Regions from separate parts of the Mus musculus genome. Here region 2 is linked to region 1. Evidence: chromatin contacts called from public HiChIP or PLAC-seq data. All regions are on one chromosome and are shown on one strand. Each heading gives the region's core, a stretch centred on a gene start, on an enhancer-like site or on the middle of the called end of the contact. The rest is flanking DNA. Distances are from core to core; before and after follow the strand shown. Region 1 holds the start of 4930428O21Rik (RIKEN cDNA 4930428O21 gene). Region 2 overlaps Evi5 (ecotropic viral integration site 5).

Region 1 (4,553 bases), core at 760-3,259:
AAAGAAAGAAAGAAAGAAAGAAAGAAAGAAAGGGCAGTGATAAAATTCTAGTTGTCTTGTTTTTAGGTTTTAATTATGTATCTATGTGTGGGTTTGTGTGCCTGAGTGCCAGCACTCAGTAGACCAAGGGCATCGGATCCCCTGGAGCTGGACTTACAGGCTTGAGCTTTGAGCTGCCCAACATGGTACCGGGAACATAACTCAGACGCCCTGGAATAGCAGGAAGCACTCAGCTGTTGATCCAGCTCTTCAGACCTAATAAAACTCCAGTTTTTAAGCTCAAGATGCCAGGGTTGCTCAATGTTATTAGCATACTCACGGCCTATAGCTTCATGACACCTATTCTTTCACATATAGCAAGGGCTCTGAAATCAAAAGCACATCTGCTCGGCACGGTGACGCACACCTGTGATCCCAGTACCGGGGAGATAAAGACAGGAGGAGCCGTAATTCAAAATCATTCAGCTACAGTGGAAAATTCAAGGCCAGACCAAGCTACATGAGACCTTGTCTCCAAAAGACGAAAAATAAAATTAAAAAAAAAATGTCTATGTAAGTCTAGAAACAGATATTAAAGGGAGGGAGCTACACACACACACACACACACACACACACACAAAATATTTTAAAAATCACTCTCTGACAGAGACTGCTGTCAGGAGTGTGATGCATAATCCTACTCCCCAGTCAGTAAGAAAACACATTTGCATTTCTGGTTTAAGAATCAGGGATTAGGGGCTGAGGTACGAGAGCCAGAGTTTGGATCCCCAGAACTCACATAAAATCCAGACAGATGTAGTGGTCCACAGGCAGATGTGGTGGAGGTCCATAGGCAGATGTAGTGGTCCACAGGCAGATGTGGTGGTGGTCCACAGGCAGATGTGGTGGTCCACAGGCAGATGTGGTGGAGGTCCATAGGAAGATGTAGTAGTCCACAGGCAGATGTGGTGGTCCACAGGCAGATGTGGTGGTGGTCCACAGGCAGATGTGGTGGAGGTCCACAGGCAGATGTGGCAGTCCACTTGCCGTGCTAGATCTCAGGCGGGAGGAGCAGAGGATCCCAGGGACAAGCTGGCTATCCAGACTTGCCAAATCCGTGGGCTCTAGGTTCAAGTGAGAGACCCTGTTTCACTATATAAGGTCAGAGTGATTAAGAAAGACACATGAAATCAACCTCTAGCCTTCACATGTATGCACATACAGACGCATATCAACCACATACATGCAAACACACACATACATATTACATGTACAAACACAGAGAAAAAATCATCAACCATACACATGCAAACACACACATACAAACACAGAGAGAAAAGTCAGTGAATAAAGAGAGTAGAGTTTTTGTCTCTGGACAGCAGCACACTGCTGGACCAGGTGTTGGAGGCAGTTGTATTTCTTTAAGGACACAGAGAATCCTGTGCACCTTACCTCCATCACACAGGTAAGAATAATTTAGGTGATAAACAGATGGTTCTGGGATTCCATCAGCAGTGAGCAGCTGATTTCTGAAATATCCCTCTGAACTGTTTGACAGGAAGAATATACTAGAATAGATTTATTGAAATGTGTGACATTTATTCCTAAGTTGATCAGTGTTAAAATCTATCGCAATGTAACTGAGAATATCAGTGCTCACTCACCTTAAAGAATGAGACCAGTAATTTGAGTTAGGACTCAAATCCCTGCTGTGTCACTTGGTATAAATTTTTACTACGTGATAGTAGTTACTAAAGTGAGGCGATATAAACTGGGTGTGAAGTTCAAGGTTGTATCCTCTGTTACATGAGTTTGAGGCCAGCCTGGACTACACGAAAGCCTGTCTCAAATTTAAAAAGATACCAGTAGCAAGCATAATGATGGTGACCCATCCACTGCCTGCCTACTCAGCACTCAGCCTTCCAGCCTTTCATTTCCCCAAGGTTTCCTAAAACTCTACCTCCTCAGCCTCCCAAGTGCTGGGTGACAGTGGGAGCCATACTTGGTTTGCAGCAGTGAAGCTCTTGCTGTGTATGATGTGGTAATCTCTCTTTTTTTCTTTTTCACTGCAGATTCAGCTTCTGAGTTGTGTTTAATCTTTAGAGTAGGATTGGTGAGTAGAGGAAACCAGATGTTTCGAAGAGACAACGTCATAGTGAAACTGAAAACATCAGCTAAGGAAAGATCTATCACACCTTTTGTTTCAGGGACAGTGAGCTTTGGGCCATCCGACTCCTTTTTATTTGATAATATAAAGTTAGTGGCAGGTACGGGAACACAACAGTAGTCCAGGCTGGCCTCAAACTCATGTAACAGAGGATACAACCTTGAACTTCACACCCAGTAATCCTGGGACTTGGGGTGAGAGAAAGAGGACAGCCTGGGATACGTAAGACCCAAATCAAAACAAAGGACAACAACAAAATGTTAATTCCTGCACATCATGAGACCAGAACAAGCCAGCCACACTCTTCCTGCTTGATTCTGCAGTAAACTGCTGTTCCTTCCAGTGCAATCTGGCCCATTCCTGCCCTGGCAATGTGATACACACAGGACTCAAACTCACAGCACAGACACTGGGATGTGAGGGAACTGCAGCCAAACTCTTAGTTTTAACCTTTCTAACCTTTCTGAGACCCTAAGCCCAGGCTAGCCCATGAAGTATGGCTGCTCTTGGCCTCTTCATTCTTCTAAACTTCCCTCTGTCTGCTGTGTAGGCTTAGATTAGATTAAAAACATTAGTGGAGCTGAGAAGACATCTCCAAAGTGCAGTGGGTATGTTAGCATCTGCCAGTGTAGGGGGAGAGATGGAGGCTTACAGCCAGCCTAGCCACCAATGAGCTCCTGATTTACTGTGAAAGATCTTGTCTCAGGAAGTTCAGTGGACAACAACAGAAGATGTCCACACAGACCTCTGATGTCTACATGCACAGGCGCCTACACACAAACATCTGTGCACATGTATAGCATATGTATACACACTACACACAAAAGAAAACCATTAATAAGTAGAGAAATGTATGCATGTATTCCTAACATACCCATGCCCAGAATTCCAACTGCTCTGAACTTTTAAGGTGAACTTTTAAGGTAAATTTTAGAGGTAGTGGAGACTAAACCCAGGGCCTTATACATGCTACATACACATGGTACCAGAGTTACATGCCATCCCCGGTAATATTTATTCATGAAGTATTTACTTTCTGACCTGCACTGATAAAGACCCTGGAGATGTAGTAATAAACAAGACAGACATGATCTTGAGTTATAAAAAAGTAAATAAAAGAAAATCATCAGGAAAATAAAGGTGAAGAGAGAATCTCTACGTAATGTATGAGAGCATCACCTGTCAATTAAAAAAAAGCCTATGGCCAATGAGCTGAGGCAGGAAATAGGAGGTGGGAGTTCCGGCAGAGAGGGTGAGGGATTCTGGGAAATAGTCAGACTCACTAGATTCACCTGGAAACTCTGAGGAGACAGATAAATAAACCAGCCATGTGGCACACTTAATAGAACAAACTAGATAATTGAGGTACAAGCTATTTAGGGAACAGGGCCAAGGTTATTGGCCTAAGCATTCATTAATAAATAATTAGTCTCAGAGTCATTATTTCTGGGAACAAGGTGATCAGGAGTTACATGAAGATAACTTGTAAATGCAGTTGCTCTGACACAAGCCAGCCTATCGTGATCTCCCCAGGTTTGTCTGGGATCAGGGTGTCTACAACACCCTTCTCTAAAACACATCTTAGAAAGCACCCCACAGGATCACCACTCTTCACAACATGAAAGGGAGAAGAAAATAGAAGACGCGTCACAGCCATATTATTACACATTCACACACGCTGAAAAGTGGGGAGACGCTATGGCCCTGGGTCAAAGTGTTGAAGGACATCATCAGGCCAGAAACTACAATGCAACCCCAAAAGAATCCTGTGGGGTGAGACAGTCTCTGTTCAATGTTCTTTCTGCTTAGGCTGGGAAAAGCCAATCTCTGCACTGGGTGTTTCCAGGGCCCAGCCAGGGTTTGGATAGAATCACAGAACTAGACGGTCAGATCTGGAAAGTCCCCTTGAGAGCAATTGGTCTATCTTCCTCAGTTTACAAAAAAAAAAAAAGGAAACGTACCCAGAAAGGATGAACCTTCTAAAAGTCACTTAGAGCTCGGTTAGAGAATACATGTTCTCCAGTTCAATTTTCTCTTTCTTAGCACAAGAGGAGGATACATTTTGTTTCCCCCTTTGCAGTGGGGTCAGAGTGTCACATTGCAGCCCAATCGACTATGAGCATAACTGACCCAAGGACCACCCAGTCTTGACAGAGCTCCCATGTTATCTTTACATGTTTCCTATCTTCATTTATCAGCTAGCCAAATGCAGGAAATCCAGAAAAGAGAGACTCCCAGAATTCCCTAGAACACCACAAGAAGGAAGAGGTCAAGATTTCTCAATGACAAGCATGTGAACGCAGCTGTGTGCACACAACCCAAATCCACCATGATGTTTGAGAAATAAACTTTATTGTGTAAGCTCTGAGATTTCCAGGCATGCACTACAGCAACTAGCGAACTGTTT
Region 2 (4,553 bases), core at 1,054-3,553, 76 kb after region 1:
CTCTTAACTATTTTAAAGGTTAAATAACATTTTATGGCTATATTATGAAATTAGGTTCAACGGTCAGAGAGGCCACAATATTAACTTACAGCAGAGTGAGGACTGTTTTGTTCTAATTGGTTATTTTCAATTCGTCTATTACAGCCAAAGGCCTTATGCATTGGAACTGCACTAGATGACTGCAAGACAGTTGACAGGTTGCACCCTGAGCCAAATGGTGCTGAAACAGAGAACAAGCACTAACTTTAATAAGTTATTACTGATTTCCAACGCAGTCCCAAGGACAGGGAGCACCCTGGCTAATAAGTGAAGTAATACTGAAACATTGAAAACAACCACTAACTTTAATAAGTTACTACTGATTTACAACGCAGTCCCAAGAAAAAAAGTTAATCAGAACAGAAGATGTGGTAAGTGGTAACCTCTCCATGACTTTGAGGTGACTCATTTGAAACATCTAAAAACAAATCACACTAACCTTGTGTGTAACTAACTGATGGATCCTCAAAACAGTTTCCTGTAACTTAAAGTTATGAACACAAAGTTTGAGTAGTCTTTTTAGTAACCAGAAGAAAATGAAAACACATTTGAGTATCTATAAGATATGTGTTCTGAAAAGTACAGAGGAAGAAAAGAAGTCAGACTTATTTTTCTAGCATTTTTTTCATGGCTAAGTTTGACTTACAAAGAGAAACACATACTAGTATTTTAGAGTGACATTTCTGACAAGATTGGACAAATGTACACATGAAAAGATCAGCCTTAGACACAAAAGCTAGAAAATGTTTCTTATAAATTGTAGTTTAACTAGCAGTGAATTATTTTTGTTACAGATATTTAAAATTCCACATAATTCTAAGTTTCTAAAAATGATGAGATATAATTTACATTAGACATTATTTGAAATAATCTTAGGTTTAAAGAAAAACTGAGAAGGTATTTCCATGTACCGAGCAGGCACTTTCCCCATTAGCATCTTACATTCTTCAGTTATGTTTGTAAAGATTCAGGAACCAGTACTGATACATAATTATGAATGAAGCCCACAGTGTACTCAGCTCTGTTTTCTGTAGCTCCGGGCCTGACTTCCCCACTTGCTTTTTCTGTTGTAAGCATTGACCCGAGACATAGCAATAGATTTATTTATGACTTTAGGATCCTTTGGCTGTAACAGTTTCTCAGATTTGTATTTTTCTTTTTTCATGGCTTTGAGCTTCTCTAGTCAAGTGTTTGCAGACTGTCCACAATGGAACATGTGTGCAGGAAGAAGATCCTAAAATGCCATATACAAACTCTAATGACAAGACAGCAGGCAGGGTGGGATAGTCCCTATGCCCAGCTCTCTTTGTTGAGATAGTTACAAACTAGCTATTTCTACATTTTAGAATGCCTGAAGCAAAAGCCCTAAAAGAGAAATATTTTACAATTTAATTAAGTTGTTCAAAAGGGAAACAATAAAGAAATATACTTTGAGGATCAGATGGAATCTTATCAAACAGAAAGAAGTTTGCCAGCTACGACATAGCATATAAACTATCACCCACTGTGCAACTATTAATTTAGGAAGCTGGAAAGTACAAATCAATTACAAAGCTTTATGGTAAATTCCATAATTCAGAAATCACACTGTAATTTCACACCATTAAAAGGATTAAAATTTTAAAGTGGTAGTAAAGAGCTTATCACTTCCTTTCTATCTCTGTCAAAAGTGCAGGCTGCTCTGGGCACACTGATTTAAACCTAGATCCCACATTCTCTGTCAGAACAGAATTGTGAGTGGGCGTTTTCTAAGCCAAGAGTGGTTGGGGTATTGCCCATCTGAGGCATCCCTAGAGGTTATCTATTGGGCAAACTAGCAAAAGTGGGTAAATGTTACAAAGTACCAGGAACAGTACCAAAGTTAGGTTTGAGTAGACCCATACCATTTTAAATGAAAACTTTCCGTTATTTGTAACATAGCAGTACAAACGTAAAGCCTCACTTAGTACACAGTTTAATGTGGTTTTGATAAGACAACAAACATGCTTTTTTTTTTTTTTTTTAAATCACCTAATACAAACTCAGTTCCAGGACTAAGAATCAGGAAGCATGGGTTTAATTCTCACCTATTTTCCTCAACGGAGCTAAAATGAACTTTTCGATGCCTTGTCCCACTACTTGAAAAGTAGAGACAATTCTATATATTGTCAATGTAAAAACAGGGTTCAAACAACATTTGGATCCACAGAGCAGTGGAAAACACCAACAGAGAAAAGGTGATTTCTGCCATTTCCCACCACTCTAAAGATGACACACTCTTACAAGCATTACTCTAAACAAGGTTTAATTTAAGCATTTTAATAGGCTAAATGTTATCTAGCTCATCTCTGATATACTCAGAACCTTTCAGTGATTTTCCATGTTGCTCAGAGAAAAGCCAAAGTTCTTCGGTTCTGTGTAACAGGTCCTAATTATTTCTCAGACTTGCTCCTCTCTTGTCAAAGCCATCCAGAGACTGTTCCCATTTGCTCTTTACTTTGGATAGGCCTTTGTCCTTACTCTTAGCAGTGAATTCTTTGCCCAAATCTGCCTGTCCTACTTTAATTATGTGTGTATGTATGTCAAAGGTGTCAGGGTCCTCTGGAAGAGCAGCACGTGCTCTTTACCATTGAGTCCTCCAGCCCTGCCTGTCTGCCTTCAAAGCCTTGTTTAAATGTCCCTCCCAATGAGCCTTACTGGTTACATTAGTAAGGGAGCAATAGTCTTATTTCAGCACCTTCTTTTTCTTCTATTCTTTCACCATGACTTTCATCATCTAAACTACATACTGTGAGAGTTGTTCACCAAACTATTCTGTCTAACATTAAGCTAAATAAGGAGATATTTCTGAATTGTTTACTAATCCAGGTAGTGGTTTGAATAGTAATAGGCATGTCATAGATACTCCACAAATTTTGGATGAACTGAAGTTAACACTCCACTTAAATTTATAATTTAACCACTTTTTCATATCTTTTAAATGGGAACATTTAAGATCAAAATGGCATTTCAAGAAATAAACGTATTCATTTTCACTTCAATAAATAAGAATGTTTTGACTATTACTATATGTTGATGTTGGAAATAATGAAACCAAGTACCAGTTCTTCCTCACAGTGAACTTCGGATGCACATAAGTGGGACAAAAAGACCCTGAAAACCATGTCCTGGCCACAGTGGTGTGGGACGTGTGACGGAGCTGCAGAGCAGGGGGCGCAGGAAGGACAAGCGCACAGTAGGCTGTGCTGCGCCACTCACACTGATAACTGAGGAGGTCAAAGGAGAAACACTAGTGAAGTAGGAAGGAAGGTTCCAAAGGCTGTGTGACACTGTGGTCTGGGCACAGCCTATGACACCCAAGGAAAGGGAATCATGTCTAAAAGGAAGCTAAGAATGAGAACTGTCCTGATGGGAAAGGAATAGAAGTGAACGATGCACATAAAGGAGTTATTAAAGGAGACAATCTAATCTACTATAAAAACAATTTAACTACCCTAGCAGTATGTTCTAGTACTAATGAAACATTTTTAATTGAAAAGAACTAAAGTGTGGGTTCTATTATAAATATCAACTCACGTCCAAATCTCTATGTCTCAGGTTCTCCAAACATAATGATACCAGTCAATTCCTGTCTTAGATGGCTGCTGTGATGAGGACACTGCTGGGCACGTTCTGTGTCCAGAAGTGCCAGCTACTAGTATTTTTGTTATTGGTGTGCTAGAATAATCAAAGTTGCCAGTATGAAGTATATTTCCAAAAACATTAAGTCCATAAACAAAATGTTGAAACAGGATTTTATGCAGCACAAAAATTAGCTTGCTTAGCTGGAGGAATCCAACACCATCCTCTGGTGTCTGCTGGCAATGGCATGCACATGCATACACACAGACACTCCAGTAAATAGCAAAGTTAAAAATAGGAAAAAAAATCAAGGATGAAGGGCCTGGTACTGTGGTTAATGCCTATGATCCCAGCCCTTGGAAGGTACAGGAGGATCAGGAGTTCAAGGCTACCTCTAGTGAATTTGAAGCCCTAGCCAAAGTGGGGAGGATGAGGATACAACAGTGGCAGAGTATTTGTCTAGCAAGCTTGAGACCCAAGATTTGATCCCTAAAACAGACAGAGGAGGGAAAGAGGAAGAGAGGGAGGGGAAGAAAGAAAAAGGAAGATATTAGGTAAGAAGAAGTACAAAATCCCTGTGTGCTATTGCAGATAATAAAAACAGTCTGTGTACTTTCCAAACCTAAAGGAATGTCACTCAAAATTTCCACCAAAAAGAAAGACCATGTTTCAGGAACAGTGAAGTAGGCCTGTGATGCCAACAGTCATAATGTGCACACATGGGGTCCCGAGTTTTAATTATAATCTGGGGCTTTTGAGACCCTATCTCAAAATGAACAAATAAATGTATGAGAAAACAGCTGTGTTTAACCTGATTTAAACAACATACAGAGCATAGCATACACGTAATTGGAAGCATCACATAGTACTCCATAAATATATTCAATTATGCTTTTATGTATCCTAAGAATCCA

The links. HiChIP or PLAC-seq counts read pairs in DNA pulled down with a chosen protein or histone mark.
Region 2: a BATF HiChIP or PLAC-seq map of CD8 T cells shows a contact between it and region 1, with 61 read pairs. The contact joins the enhancer-like site here to the promoter of 4930428O21Rik in region 1. A contact is called at or near these places in 2 of 15 datasets of contacts at CTCF or cohesin (CD8 T cells and large pre-B cells), 12 of 484 Hi-C or Micro-C datasets (the C10 cell line, CD4 T cells, CD8 T cells and 7 more) and 6 of 115 datasets of contacts at active chromatin or transcription factors (CD8 T cells, bone marrow-derived dendritic cells, double positive thymocytes and 3 more).

What each region holds. Positions count from the first base shown.
Region 1 is chr5:107,701,471-107,706,023 of GRCm38.p6, forward strand. It overlaps 4930428O21Rik (RIKEN cDNA 4930428O21 gene), which reads right to left and starts at 2,010. Exons shown (of 3, transcript NR_045871.1): 1 at 1,940-2,010; 2 at 779-1,103. RefSeq lists an enhancer at 1-2,920.
Region 2 is chr5:107,777,183-107,781,735 of GRCm38.p6, forward strand. All of the region lies in intron 18 of Evi5 (ecotropic viral integration site 5), which reads right to left. Among named protein-coding and RNA genes, the nearest start is that of Gm42147, 38 kb to the left of the region's middle. Within about 2 kb of position 2,304, at least 10 of the 459 cell types and tissues checked have an H3K27ac peak or open chromatin away from gene starts, as enhancers often do. A contact at or near this core is called in CD8 T cells and regulatory T cells, where this site is marked.